Linked DNA regions of Mus musculus: region 1 is linked to region 2. A link is a contact called in public Micro-C data. All regions are on one chromosome and are shown on one strand. The core of a region is the stretch at or near the end of the contact, and the rest is flanking DNA. Distances in the headings are between cores, read along the strand shown.

Evidence for each region. A called contact is a pair of places that touch in the nucleus more often than the background predicts.
Region 1: a Micro-C map of embryonic stem cells shows a contact between it and region 2, with 2.9 times the contacts expected there. The contact joins two enhancer-like sites. A contact is called at or near these places in 1 of 15 datasets of contacts at CTCF or cohesin (large pre-B cells), 18 of 484 Hi-C or Micro-C datasets (B cells, the C2C12 cell line, CD4 T cells and 9 more), 9 of 115 datasets of contacts at active chromatin or transcription factors (SST interneurons, astrocytes, a beta-TC-6 cell line and 5 more) and 1 of 9 other capture datasets (embryonic stem cells).

The regions. Positions count from the first base shown.
Region 1 is chr15:84,609,514-84,615,153 of GRCm38.p6, reverse strand. No RefSeq gene overlaps it. Among named protein-coding and RNA genes, the nearest start is that of Gm34201, 15 kb to the left of the region's middle. Within about 2 kb of position 2,068, at least 24 of the 459 cell types and tissues checked have an H3K27ac peak or open chromatin away from gene starts, as enhancers often do.
Region 2 is chr15:84,392,674-84,398,606 of GRCm38.p6, reverse strand. The region is part of intron 4 of Shisal1 (shisa like 1); the gene reads left to right. Among named protein-coding and RNA genes, the nearest start is that of Gm46527, 35 kb to the left of the region's middle. Within about 2 kb of position 3,051, at least 7 of the 459 cell types and tissues checked have an H3K27ac peak or open chromatin away from gene starts, as enhancers often do.

The DNA.
Region 1 (5,640 bases), core at 819-3,318, 220 kb before region 2:
AAGCTGTTGGGTAAGGGCTGTCTAGGTGCTATCTGTTGGGGGTAGCAATGCCCACACCCCTGCATGTAACCCCTCACCTGTGTTGTGTAAGGAAGGCCAACTTATTGGCTCCCCAGAGAGAACCTTGGTGGAATTGCGCCTCAGTTTACCATTGGGGCCTTAGGAGAAGGGGAAGCCATTGCTTATGTCTCTCCCTGGGGAGAAACTTTAATATCATGGCTCCACTCCAGATCTTGCTGATCCCAGCAGGCAGGCAGAGGGCCACTCTGAGGCCTTTACATCTGCTGTGTCTCCCCGAAACTTCTGAGAGTTCACATCATACGTCTCTCCAGGCTGAAGTCAAGGGGAAACTCCCCAGGCACCCCCAGTAGTCCTCCCTTCTTCCCTCTCTCTTTTCTTACCTTCCTCCCATCTTCTGTCCTCCCTTCTCTCCTCCCTTCTCTCCCTCTTTTCCTCACCATGGGGTTCTGTGGGGTGGTGGCAGAAAGACTTCTCTACTCTGGGGGGTTAGCTTTGGCTGTCCTCAAAGTTTTGCCTGCTGATTATGCTGTATTTGTGCTTCTCACTGGCATCTGTGCCTCCCACACACGGGCCAGGCAGGACCTTCAGTGCCAAGACACCAGTGCCTACAGAAGGCACTGGTCCTGAGTGTAGAGATCTACATCTGACTCTGTAGCGCTTCAATCTGCCCTGCAATCTCCAGTCGTACCTGTAGGGGGCAGCCTTGCACCGATGTGGACAGGCCTATGAGGTCCATTTGCCAGGATCTGGTGTAGTTGACAGGTGGGGCAGCTTTGCAAAGCCCTTGCTTGTTCCGTGGTTACTAAAGTCAAGTGCATTGGGCCACAGGGAGCATGGTGCCATCCCAGCTGTCCATTGCTGTCCTGCCCTGCCCTGTTGCCGACTGCTGTGCTGTCTCTACCTGCACGCTTGGAGTCTCTGTGCAGGGACTGGGCTGCTCCTGGACAGCCCATTGGGCCAGAGTGTCACTTGTGGCTGCACCCTGGCTGTGCCTCTCTTCAAGATGTCAGAAGATAGTGAAGAGGCTGCTTCTGAGGGTTGGAGATGTTTACCACTAAACGCGGAGCTCCTGTCACCATGGCAACATCCCAATCTCCTCAGATCCCCACATCTGCCCAGCACCTGGCTTTTCTTAATTTGAGTCTCAGACATTGACTCATGGAGCCTCCCGGCACCCGAGAATTCATTTTGTAATTATCCCATCCTACAGGTAGAGAAACTGAGGCCAAGAGCGGTCGGAGACCCAGGTCTCACATCAGGGTTATGCTCCCTTGGCTTCCGGTAACAGCCTCTATATTCTCCCTCTACTAGCTTCTTGGCAACTCGTGACTCACTTTGGAAAAAGGTCCCAGCTTGCTGCCTTCATGTCTGGAGCGGGCTGTGTGCCAACTGCTGAGGGTCAGAGTACTGGCAATCCGGTGCACATGGACACATAGGGCAAGAGGCCTGGGCTTAGGGGAGAAGGGGACAGGAAGAGGTGAGGAGGCAGTCTCTCCTTCACTCTCGGGAGCCTGGGCTTTGTGATTGCCTGTAAATTCTGTTCTTTTCTCAGCTGCCCTTGTCTGTGATAGGGGCTGCTCTGGTGAGCATAGGAGCACATTGTGGGGTCTTCCTTTCTGGAGGGCTTTAGCCTCTTGCCCACATGCATGTCCCTACCTTTTCCTTCAGCTGCTACCTTCCTGAGAGGCTCCTCTGATATGCACCCTGCTTGGGGGTGAGCCTGGAGGGCACATCTGGTTATTGCCCCATACAGCATACTCCCTCCTTGGATAGGTCTCCTTCTAAGTGCCCAGCCTTAGCAGAGAAATGAGCCTGGTAGAGGCAGGACCTCCCCCCTACCCTGACCACCCTCCTAGGCTGTTCCTTCAGAGGATCCTCTTGTCCCTAGGGCATTCAGGGATGCCACTTATTGGTCAGAACCCGAAGAGGAGGAGCCTGCTCCAAAGCCCTTATCCTGGGCCCTTCCCATCCAGGATCCTCAAGGATGGGCAGGGAAGGGAGTGGGGAGGGATGGCCATTAGCAGATGCTGTGTCAGCTGCTGATTCATTAAAGTCACGGGTGTCACTCTGTGAGCCAGAGGCTTGGGCATCCCCCACTGATCTCTAGAGGCTCTCTAGGCAGTATTTCTAGCAGGATGGATGGTGGATCTCCCAGCCCTCCCTCCCTCCTCCCCAGGTTCCCACCTGCCTCCCAGGCTTCTCCCCCTCCCCACCGCACCCCAGGCAGGGGGGTCCCCTCCTGACTTCCACTTCTTCAGCTTCCAGGAAGGAGCAATTACTGGTGCACTGAAGCTGCACGGTGCCACCCAGCCTGCGCTTGTCCCCATGTTTGTCAGGAGCCGGCAGCCTCATTTACCCTGCTAACTGCAGGCCTGATAAATGTGAGCGCCATCAGATGATCCTGGCAGAGGACAGAGAAACACAGCCTTATGATTGCTTCCAACCCCCAAGATGAGACTTCCTGGCCCTGCCCATTCCACTTTGTGCCCCTTGTTACCCAGGTGTGGAGACACCCTTACTATTGGAATCCCAGCATGGCACATACATTTTGCTCAGGGAAAGGCTGGCTCCTCTAGGGTCTACAATGTGCTACTGGTTCTGGCTTCTTTATCACCCACTCTTGGCAGGGAGAGGCAAGGCCCTGAGTAGCTATCCAGGGCCTGAGGAGCAGGCTGCACAGAGCCTCCACCCTATGTAGTCTTTGGCTTTTATTCTGTGTGAAGCCAGGAGCCCTCTGGATCTAGAGCTTCAAGGACACCCAGGACCAAGGATGGGACAGACTCGGGACTGTTAGCTGGTGACAAGCGGCTGCCTTCTGAAGCAGACCCAAAAGTAGCTCCAAGGGGCTCAGGACATAAATAAAGGGAGGATCCAGGATAGCTCAGGTATGAGCCAAGAACTGGAGTCCCACTTTCTGAGATGGGGCAGGAGTGGGGCTCTGGTGGCCCCACTTGATGACTCTGATGCAGTTGCCAAGGATTCAGTGTCCCCACAGTTTACCTGTTGCAACTTTATTCCATGGAGGAACAATACTGTGAGGTGGGGCTGAGTCTCTGCCTTGAGTCTTGGATTAAAGCCCTTAGTGTGTGATGACTTCACCTCTCAAGTTCTGGGTCTGACAGAAGAGCTCTTGCCCTTCTGCCTTCTGCCATGGATGAAGCCGCTCCAAAGCCTCCACCGTCACCTGGGACTTCCTGGTCTCCAGAATTGAGAGCCCAATAAGCAATTGCTCATTATCACGTGACTCAGATGTCCCGTTTTAAGTATAGGTGAGCCATGCAGGGCTGGAGCCGGTCTGGGATGGAAAGGGAAGTTTCACCTGGGGCTGCCTCGTCATCTACCTCAGAAAGGGTTTTCCTGGATCATTTGCTGTCAAAGTGCCACCAAATTGGGGGGCTATGATTGCATAGGCTGGAGGTTGAAAACAGACTTTCTCAGTCTAGGGACCAGAAGTCTGAGACCAGGGTATACATCGGAATGTGATTCCTATGTATCTAGAATACACAGGAGGGTTCCTTCCTGCCCCTTCTGGCTCTAGGTTTTTCTGGAAACAGGGACATTTCCCTGGCCTCCTAGTTTCACCCCTCCCACTTCTGCTTTGCACCCCCCTAGACTCTCCTCTCTAGGTTTTTTTTTACATCCAAATTCCCTCTGGTAAGAACATAGTGATGGACCTGTGCCCACCCATCCAGTATGGTCTCCTGAGTCTCTGCTCACATCTCTCCTCTCTTGTCTCTCCCGCACTGGCCTTTTGTTTTCCTGGAACATTCCAAATTTACCATTCATGGTCTCCAAAGTACCAGACAAGCAGTCTTCACAGTGACACGGGTGGTGGGAGTCCTCACATGGGTGATCCGAGCTCCAGGCGGGCAGAACCGAAGTCTGGCATTGAGTGCCTTGTCTTGCTGTTGCTTCATTCTTGTGAGGCAGGTTAAGGATAAAGGAGTCGATGTGTGAGACAGTGATGGCCCCTCATGGGGTCGTGGCCCTGACTACTTGGCCTCATCTGAGAGGCCTGCACTGGTGTCCCCAGAGTCTGGAGTCACTGCTTCCAGGACAGCAGGACTTTGCAGAAGTGGGAGGCTGTGTCAAAGGAACACCGGCCTCTTGTTCGGTATTGCACAGATGATGAAGGGCAGAGTCCTGCAGGAGTTCCAGACCGCACAGCGCATCTGCCTGAGAGGTCTACTGTTAGAGGGTGGAGGAGAAGGGGCCCAGGGACGACTCAGAAGCCAGCTGCGGGGTTTCACGCACCCTGTCAAGCATTTATGCCGGACACAAATTGCCTTTCTTCTTTGTAGGCTTATTTCAGGCTTGACAGACCCATGAATATTTGATCAGGGAAATAATTTTCTCGGGCACTCGAGGTTGGAGGGACCCCAGAAAAGCAGGTGTCCCCTAAGGGACAGGAAGAAGCTATTGAGTGCTGAGAAGAGTAGGCTTGGGACTGGCCAGCTGTAAAACGTTGCTGGCTCTTCCTGGCTGGTGAGGGCAGTGGAAAGGGGCTTCTCTCTAGTCAGATGCAGGTGTATAGACTGGAAGCGGGTGTCCAGGTACAGGCAAGGACAGGATACTAGAGGGTCCAGCCTGCAGTTGGTGGGGTGGGCATATGCTCTCCTAGAGTGTCGTCATTATAAGGATTCAACCCCCACAGACATCTTCTGTGTCAATGAGCTCTGCTCCGAGAATACACTTGATCTACAAGTCACCTCAGATAGCATCCAAGGCTCTCCTGCTGATGTCAGCGCTCCCGCATCTGTGGGGAGATGGCGCTGATCAAGCTTTGCGCCTGCACGTGGGTGGCACTTGGAGCAGGGGTGTGGTGTATACACACAGAGCTCGTGTACTCAGCTGGCTCTGAGCTGGGGCTGGGAGCTCTTAGCTGCTTCTTCCTCTTTCTGGCTAGAGACAGGAGCTGCTTTGATCCCCACTAAGTGCGCTGTCTCTGGTGGGCGGGGCATGGAGCCTGTCTTCCAGATTAGAGACTTAAGAGCCAAGTTCTCCTCTGCAGGTGTTGGGGGGCGATTAAAGGAGTCAAAGCTAGTCCCTGCTGGCATGTTTTCATCTTCCTACTAGGGTTGCCAGCTCTGGCTTTAGCCACGTGACCTTCCCCAATCCACCTTGAATCTTGCATTGTCGAAGGGACATTACAGAGGCGAAGATAAGATTAGGACCCTGCAAGTAGGTAATTGTTCTGGAGTATCTAGATGGCCTGACGTGGCCACAGGGTCTTACAAGCAGTGATACTGAAGCAGAAGAAATTGCTCAGACAACGTGGTCTGGACTGGAAAGTTTTAAAACAGTCGGCATTATGGGAAAATAACAGATGTGGTCAAGTAAGTCTGGCTACTGTCATGGATGTCGTCACTCTAGTGTCCACAGGTGATGTGTGGCTCACCCCTGGATGGAGACTTAAGATGCCAATGAGACACAGGATGCATGAAGCTGGGCGTGGAACTACAAGTGAGGGAGAGCCTGTGCAGCAAGGACCGCTCTATGCAAATGAGCCCCCAAACCTTCCCTCTATCATCCAAGCCTTTTGTACTCTGCTGGTTGGGCTCACCCCTTGGTAGTGGATCTTTTGAAAAATCAGAGGCCATGGCTTCTGCTGTATCTGTG
Region 2 (5,933 bases), core at 1,802-4,301:
CCACCCCAGCTAGAGATAGAGGACAGCTTATGTCTTTGCTCCTTCGGCCACATAAGAGAAGGGACCTGGGGTTGAATTTGCTGCTATATGCTCGGTCCCTGGATCTTTGTACCCCGGCAACTACTTCCTTCCAATGCTGCCACTGGCTGGAGTTCAGAAAGATTCAGCAGCTGGAGCTAGGTGTTGTGAGTCTGGGTGGCAAGAGCATAGCTATGCTGGACCCTCAGCCTCCATTCTTCAACACACCCCTAACCCAGCCAAGTGATCCCCTGATACTCTACCGGAGACTTATGGAGACAAGAGTCTCCTCCAACCCAGGGACCCTTGGCTGCTACTTAACAGGGGGATAGGTCTTGCTTCCACTGCCCCTCCCAACCCCCTTCTCCTATGATCTACTGACCTGAGCTGCCCAATGGCCTTTCTAGACATTTTCTGACCAGTGCCCTCACAGTGAGGGAGCCGACTCCCTTATAAGACACCTAATTCCATAGGATGGGGTCAGAGGTCAGAGGGTATACAGAGGGCTTGTTGACACTGGGCCAGAGAAACGCTTCCAAGTCTCCCTCTTGTAATCACTGTGTCCCGGCCTCTACTGTGCCGCTTCTATGTTTCCAAGAATTCGCATCTTTGCTGCCTCGCAGAGCACCAGTCCAGATGGGTCCCGATCGATACACGCATGTAATAGACCAATACTCTGTCTTCCTAAAAGCCATTAGTCAGTCGATGGCAATAGTGTGTCTCCCAGCTGACAGCAGGAGGAGGGGCAGAGCTCTTTGTGGTGCCTGGAGACTAGAGCCCAGAGTCCATTAGTCTGGAGAATCGGAGCCTCCGGGTGGGGTTTGGGGAGACCAAGTACCACAGTGGGCAGGTGGCGCCAAGGGGAACGGTGGCCATGCCCAGGCCAGGTGGGGGCTGCAAGGGCTGCTCTGGAGTGGATGGGACCTGAAAGGTATGGGTGCAGGGCAGGCAGAGAGCACAGCCAGAGAGACTCGGGTATGGCATGGCAGGCCAGTGTACTGAAGACTGGGCACTCTGGGTCTCAGGAGAGAAGAGAAGGATGGGGTGGATCCTAAGTTGCCAGGACAGGCCACAGGTGAAAAAGAGGAATGAGATGTCCAAAGGACAGGTGGGTCTCCCTCAGGCACGGAGGCCCAGCAGGGATGCTGGGTAGGTTACCACCCATGAAAGATGGCTTGTCTCTGGCTGTTTTGGCAGTAGTGAACAAGGATAAGGGGTGGTGTGTGTGTGCGTGCGTGTGTGTGTGTGTGTGTGTGTGTGTGTGTGTGTGTGTGTGTGTCTGTCTGTCTGTCTGTCTGTCTATGTGTGTTTGTGTGTATGTGTGTCTGTCTATGTGTGTTCTGTGTCTATGTGTCTGTGTGTGTCTATAAGTGTGTGTTTTGTATCTGTGTGTCTGTCTGTCTTTCTGCGCGTGCCTGTCTATGTGTCTATACATGTATGTTCTGTGTCTGTGTGTCTATGTATGTCTGTGTGTGTGTGTCTGTGTGTTCTGTGTCTCTGTGTATGTGTGTCTGTGTATATCTGTGTGTGTCTGTGTATATGTGTGTTCTGTGTCTGTGTATGTGTGTCTGTGTATGTCTGTGTGTGTGTCTGTGTGTTCTGTGTCTCTGTGTATGTGTGTCTGTGTATGTCTGTGTGTGTCTGTGTATGTCTGTGTGTCTGTGTGTGTGTTTTCTCTGTCTGTGTGTCTATGTGTATGTGCCTCTGTGTATGTGTGTGTATCTGTATGTATGTGTGTTCTGTGTCTCTGTGTCTGTGTGTCTGTGTGTGTTCTCTGATTTATGATTGAGTGTGAACCAGGACGTGGGTGTGCTATGGGATTCGTGTGATCTAGTATATCCGTGTGTACCATGCAGGAAGTGAACGTTCACACGCTGTGCTTGGCTTTGACCCTGGATGGAGCTTCTCTCCATACCCCACCCCTGTGAGAGGGTGGTAGGGGAGGTGTCCTAGTTTGTTTTTTGTCACTGTGATAAAACACTGACCAGAAGCAACTTGAGGAGGACAGAGTTTATTTGGCTTACAGGCTCCATAGAGGGAAGCCAAAGCAGGAGCTCGAGGCAGAAGGTTGAAGCAGAGGCTACCAGAGAATGTTCCTTAGTGGCTTACCTGCCTAGAGATGCCACCAACCACTGTGGGCTGGGCCCACAACAATTAGCAGTCAAGAAAATGCCCAATGTACATGCGCACAGGCTGCTCTGATCTGGGCATTTCTTCAGCTGCGAGCCCTCCTTCTCAGACAACTCCACATTTGTGTGAAGTTGACGGCTAAAGCTAACCGTGACAGAGTCTGGGCTGGGCCTGGGTGACTAACAGGTTAGATTGCAGAAAGCAGAAACAGATCCCAGTCTGCATCCAGGCTTAAAAGGAGGCAAGTGGGACCAGAGGGATAGACAGCCATGGCTAATAAGGGACGAGGATGACACCCTAGGGGCCGTAGATGTGTTCCACACGATTCACAAGACATAGGCTGAAGACTGGGCTGCAGGTCAGGGCTGAGGATGCGCAGTAGACCTGATCCCAGCATTTAGTACTGCTCCTGGGCCATAACAAATTCCTCTTCATCCCTCAGAACCTTGCTGAGACCATTTCTTTGATGGGGTGATACTTCCGCGGACCTCTCTCCCTGTGTCCACTGCAGTAAGAGCCCTAACCACTTGGGCTGCTCCCTGCCCAGGAGAATAGGGCATACTTGAATCATCAGAGTTCACAGGGCCAGGGCAGAGTCCTGGGCAGGAGTGGGCACCCTATTCTACTCTCTACCCCTTCTTGCTGTTTGACTGTGAGCAGCCGTGAGCCTCCGTGTCTTGGCTCCACCTTTCCACTGAGGCTCCTGACCTTCTGGGGCTGCTGGAGATGCTAATGGGACAAGAGTGGGTAAGTGGTTCGAAACCTTTGATGCAGGAGATGAAGGAGTCTTGATTCCCCGTGGGGCAGGAGGTGGGCAGTTCCAGACAGAGGCCTTCGAGGGAAGGGCGGCCCTGTGAGACAGCTGATGTGGAACACGGGTTTCCTGTTAAAGCGGCTCCATCAATTATTGACCAGCATAACATTAAAAATTAACAGCCAGGATGTGTGTGTTAAAAGGCACGAGCCTCCCACGGCTGAATGAGAAAGGCGACAGGGAGAAGGGTAGCAGAATAAGACTAGAATAAGAGAGCTCTAAAGCGCACAGCCCACCTGTAGCCCCACTCCCAAGCTGTGCTGCCCACTACCCTGTGCCAAAGAACCACCTGGCCCATCCTCCAGCTCCCCAGCCAATAAGACAAGGACATCCCATCAGCTTCCAGACAGCTTCCTTCTGATGGAAAGGACAGGGATCATGTTAAAAGTCTTTATTCTGAAATAGAGTTTCATGTATCCAGGCTGGCCCTGGACTTCTGATCCTCCTACCTTCCCATACCCACTTTCTGGGCATGGACCACGGGCCTCCATGCATGCTAGGCTAGCCCTCCACCCACCGACCCACACCTTCATCTCACACACTAAATTCTTCACAGTGGCACAGCGTCCTCAAGCAGAGGGACTGGACCCCCTCTGCCGACAGCATCATCCTTTGTGAGGCCACCCCGTGGGAGACAAAGTGGGGCATGAAAGGGAGCCAGAGCCTGAGTGAAGGGAAGGAAAGGGATGCCACCTTACTGGCCTCTCAGGTGGGAGTCCCTCCTTCCATTTAATGCTACTGCGGTTCTGAAGGTCATGAGCACAGCCAAGGTCAAACAGCCAAGGAGAAGTTGGCCCCAAGAGGCCGCCATGTCCCCAGCACAGATGCATGCAAGCCAGAGTCTCTCCTACATACCACCCTCATTGCTTGTCTCTTCTGCACTGAGGACACAGCTAGATCTGTCTGTCCTGTTGGGTGTCCTGTTAGGTAACCCTGAGTGACCCTTATTAAAGCACTTGCTATTGTCCAGCTGTTTTACACACACACACACACACACACACACACACACACACACACACACACACACACACATCTGTTCCCCTCTGGAGCCTGTGTTGGAACCAATGGGCTAGCCTACCTCTTGCTGCTTGAACTTGGACCTGGAAGCCTCCTTGCTCCAGGAGCTGGAGCTTTGTGGCCAATGACTTGGGACCCTTTGAGTGAAGGTGGCACCAGCCACTGGCTTCTTAAAGTCTCTCCTGTCTGTCCTTCAGAGACTCTCCCAACTTACATAGTATCCACGCCAAGCCCTGCTGAGCAGATCTGAGAGAGGAGGCTCGTGGAAGCAGGTGACAATAGCTAGTCAGGGAGGCGATGGCTTGTCCTGGGGGCTAACCAGGACCTGGTCCACACTGCTAGTGGCCAAGTCAGTCCTTGTTGACCACCCAAGACTCACTCAAGACAAAGAAGGGACATAACACTGAGGTGCAGGGAGCCTGGGTGCAGAGGCAAACTACAGACTCCTAAAGTAAGGGACAGAGCTGAGGGAAACCAGAGCCAAGGGACTCTGGAGCCCAGAGATGCCAGAGTCATGGGACCCTGGAATCTAGGGACTTCTGAGCTGAGCGACCCCAGAGCCATGGCACGTCTGACCCTAATATCAAGTTGGCACTTCTACTCCTTCAGGGGGCTGTGAGGGGACATCTTGAGGCACCCACCCTCACTGGCCCGCAGCCCTACCCAGGGCAGCTGCTGTCTGATCTGTTTCTGTTTCCTTTGGGGTGCTTAGCCTAAGTCTGTGTACCACTTGCATGGCTATTTCCTGTTCAGGTCAGAAGAGGGAGTTGCCCTGGACTCGGAGTTACAGGCAATTGTGAACTCCCATGTAGGCACTGGGAATCAAATCTTGGTCCTCTGCAAGAGCAGCCAGCGCCCTTAACTGCTTCTGAGACCTTTTGTCCCTAACACTAACCTGGTTGTGTTCGACAGACCACGCCCCTTGTTAGGATCTGGAACAGAATCCCAGCAGCAAGCTCCCTGACTTGCAAGGCGGAAGGAAGCACAGTTCCCAGGGGTGGGGGCAGGGGACCTGCTTAGAGACCTGGCAGGCATCTGTCTACTCAGGGTGGGTGCGTGCTCAGCTCTCCTGCAGCTTAAGGGTGGGTGTTGATTAGTCTGCTCACATCCTCATCCAGCTCCATTGAGAGCCAGTGGCATCTGAATGCGGTTTGCATCATGGCAGGAATAGCGCCTCCTACTGGATACCTTCTACTTGCAGGGACCACATCTGCTGCCCAGGCTGCCACTATGCCAGGGGACTGCATCTGCCACCACCACCACCCCATGGTTCTCTCAGCATCCCTGTCTTTTGCTCCCTTGTAAAATGTGCTTAATGCTGTCCCAACCACAGGGTTGCTGGGAGAACACCCCAGGAAATGTGTCACGGTCCTGCCCCGGCCCGGCATCCAGCCGGCGCTAAGTGGCTATGAGCCATTGTCATCCCAGGAGCCGTGTCCACACTTCACCTGCAGTTAGGCAGAAGGCTTTCATCTCTCCTTTGCTGTTATTGTTCCAGACTTGCCTGGCATTCTGGAAGCATTCATTACTATTCAAATTGCCAGGTGCTCTATCTCATCTCAAACAGGCTGCAGACGCTGGCCTAGCCTGCCTGCCTGCCTGCCAGCTGCACAACTCCTCCTCTACTGTCTCCCCACCCCGGCCTGGCTCAGGTGTAGACTGGAGGCAGTGTTGCTCAATGGTTAGTGGCACAGGCCAGACTGCAAACCCTAGCACTGGCTGGACATTGATCCTGGGCAAATCACCTGTCTCCTCAGAGTCCAAGTCCTTTCCTAGTAAAATTTGAAAGTGGGCTCTTGAAGATGGAGAGCAGAGGTGAAAGCACTCTGAGAAGGCCTAGCCCAGCCCTAACTTGCCTTTCACAGAATTTTCTAGAATCCCAGGGCCATGGGATGGGGTCCAAGGACCTTCATCTAGAGTCAAGGTCTGTAGTAGCTATTGTCTCTCTTACTTG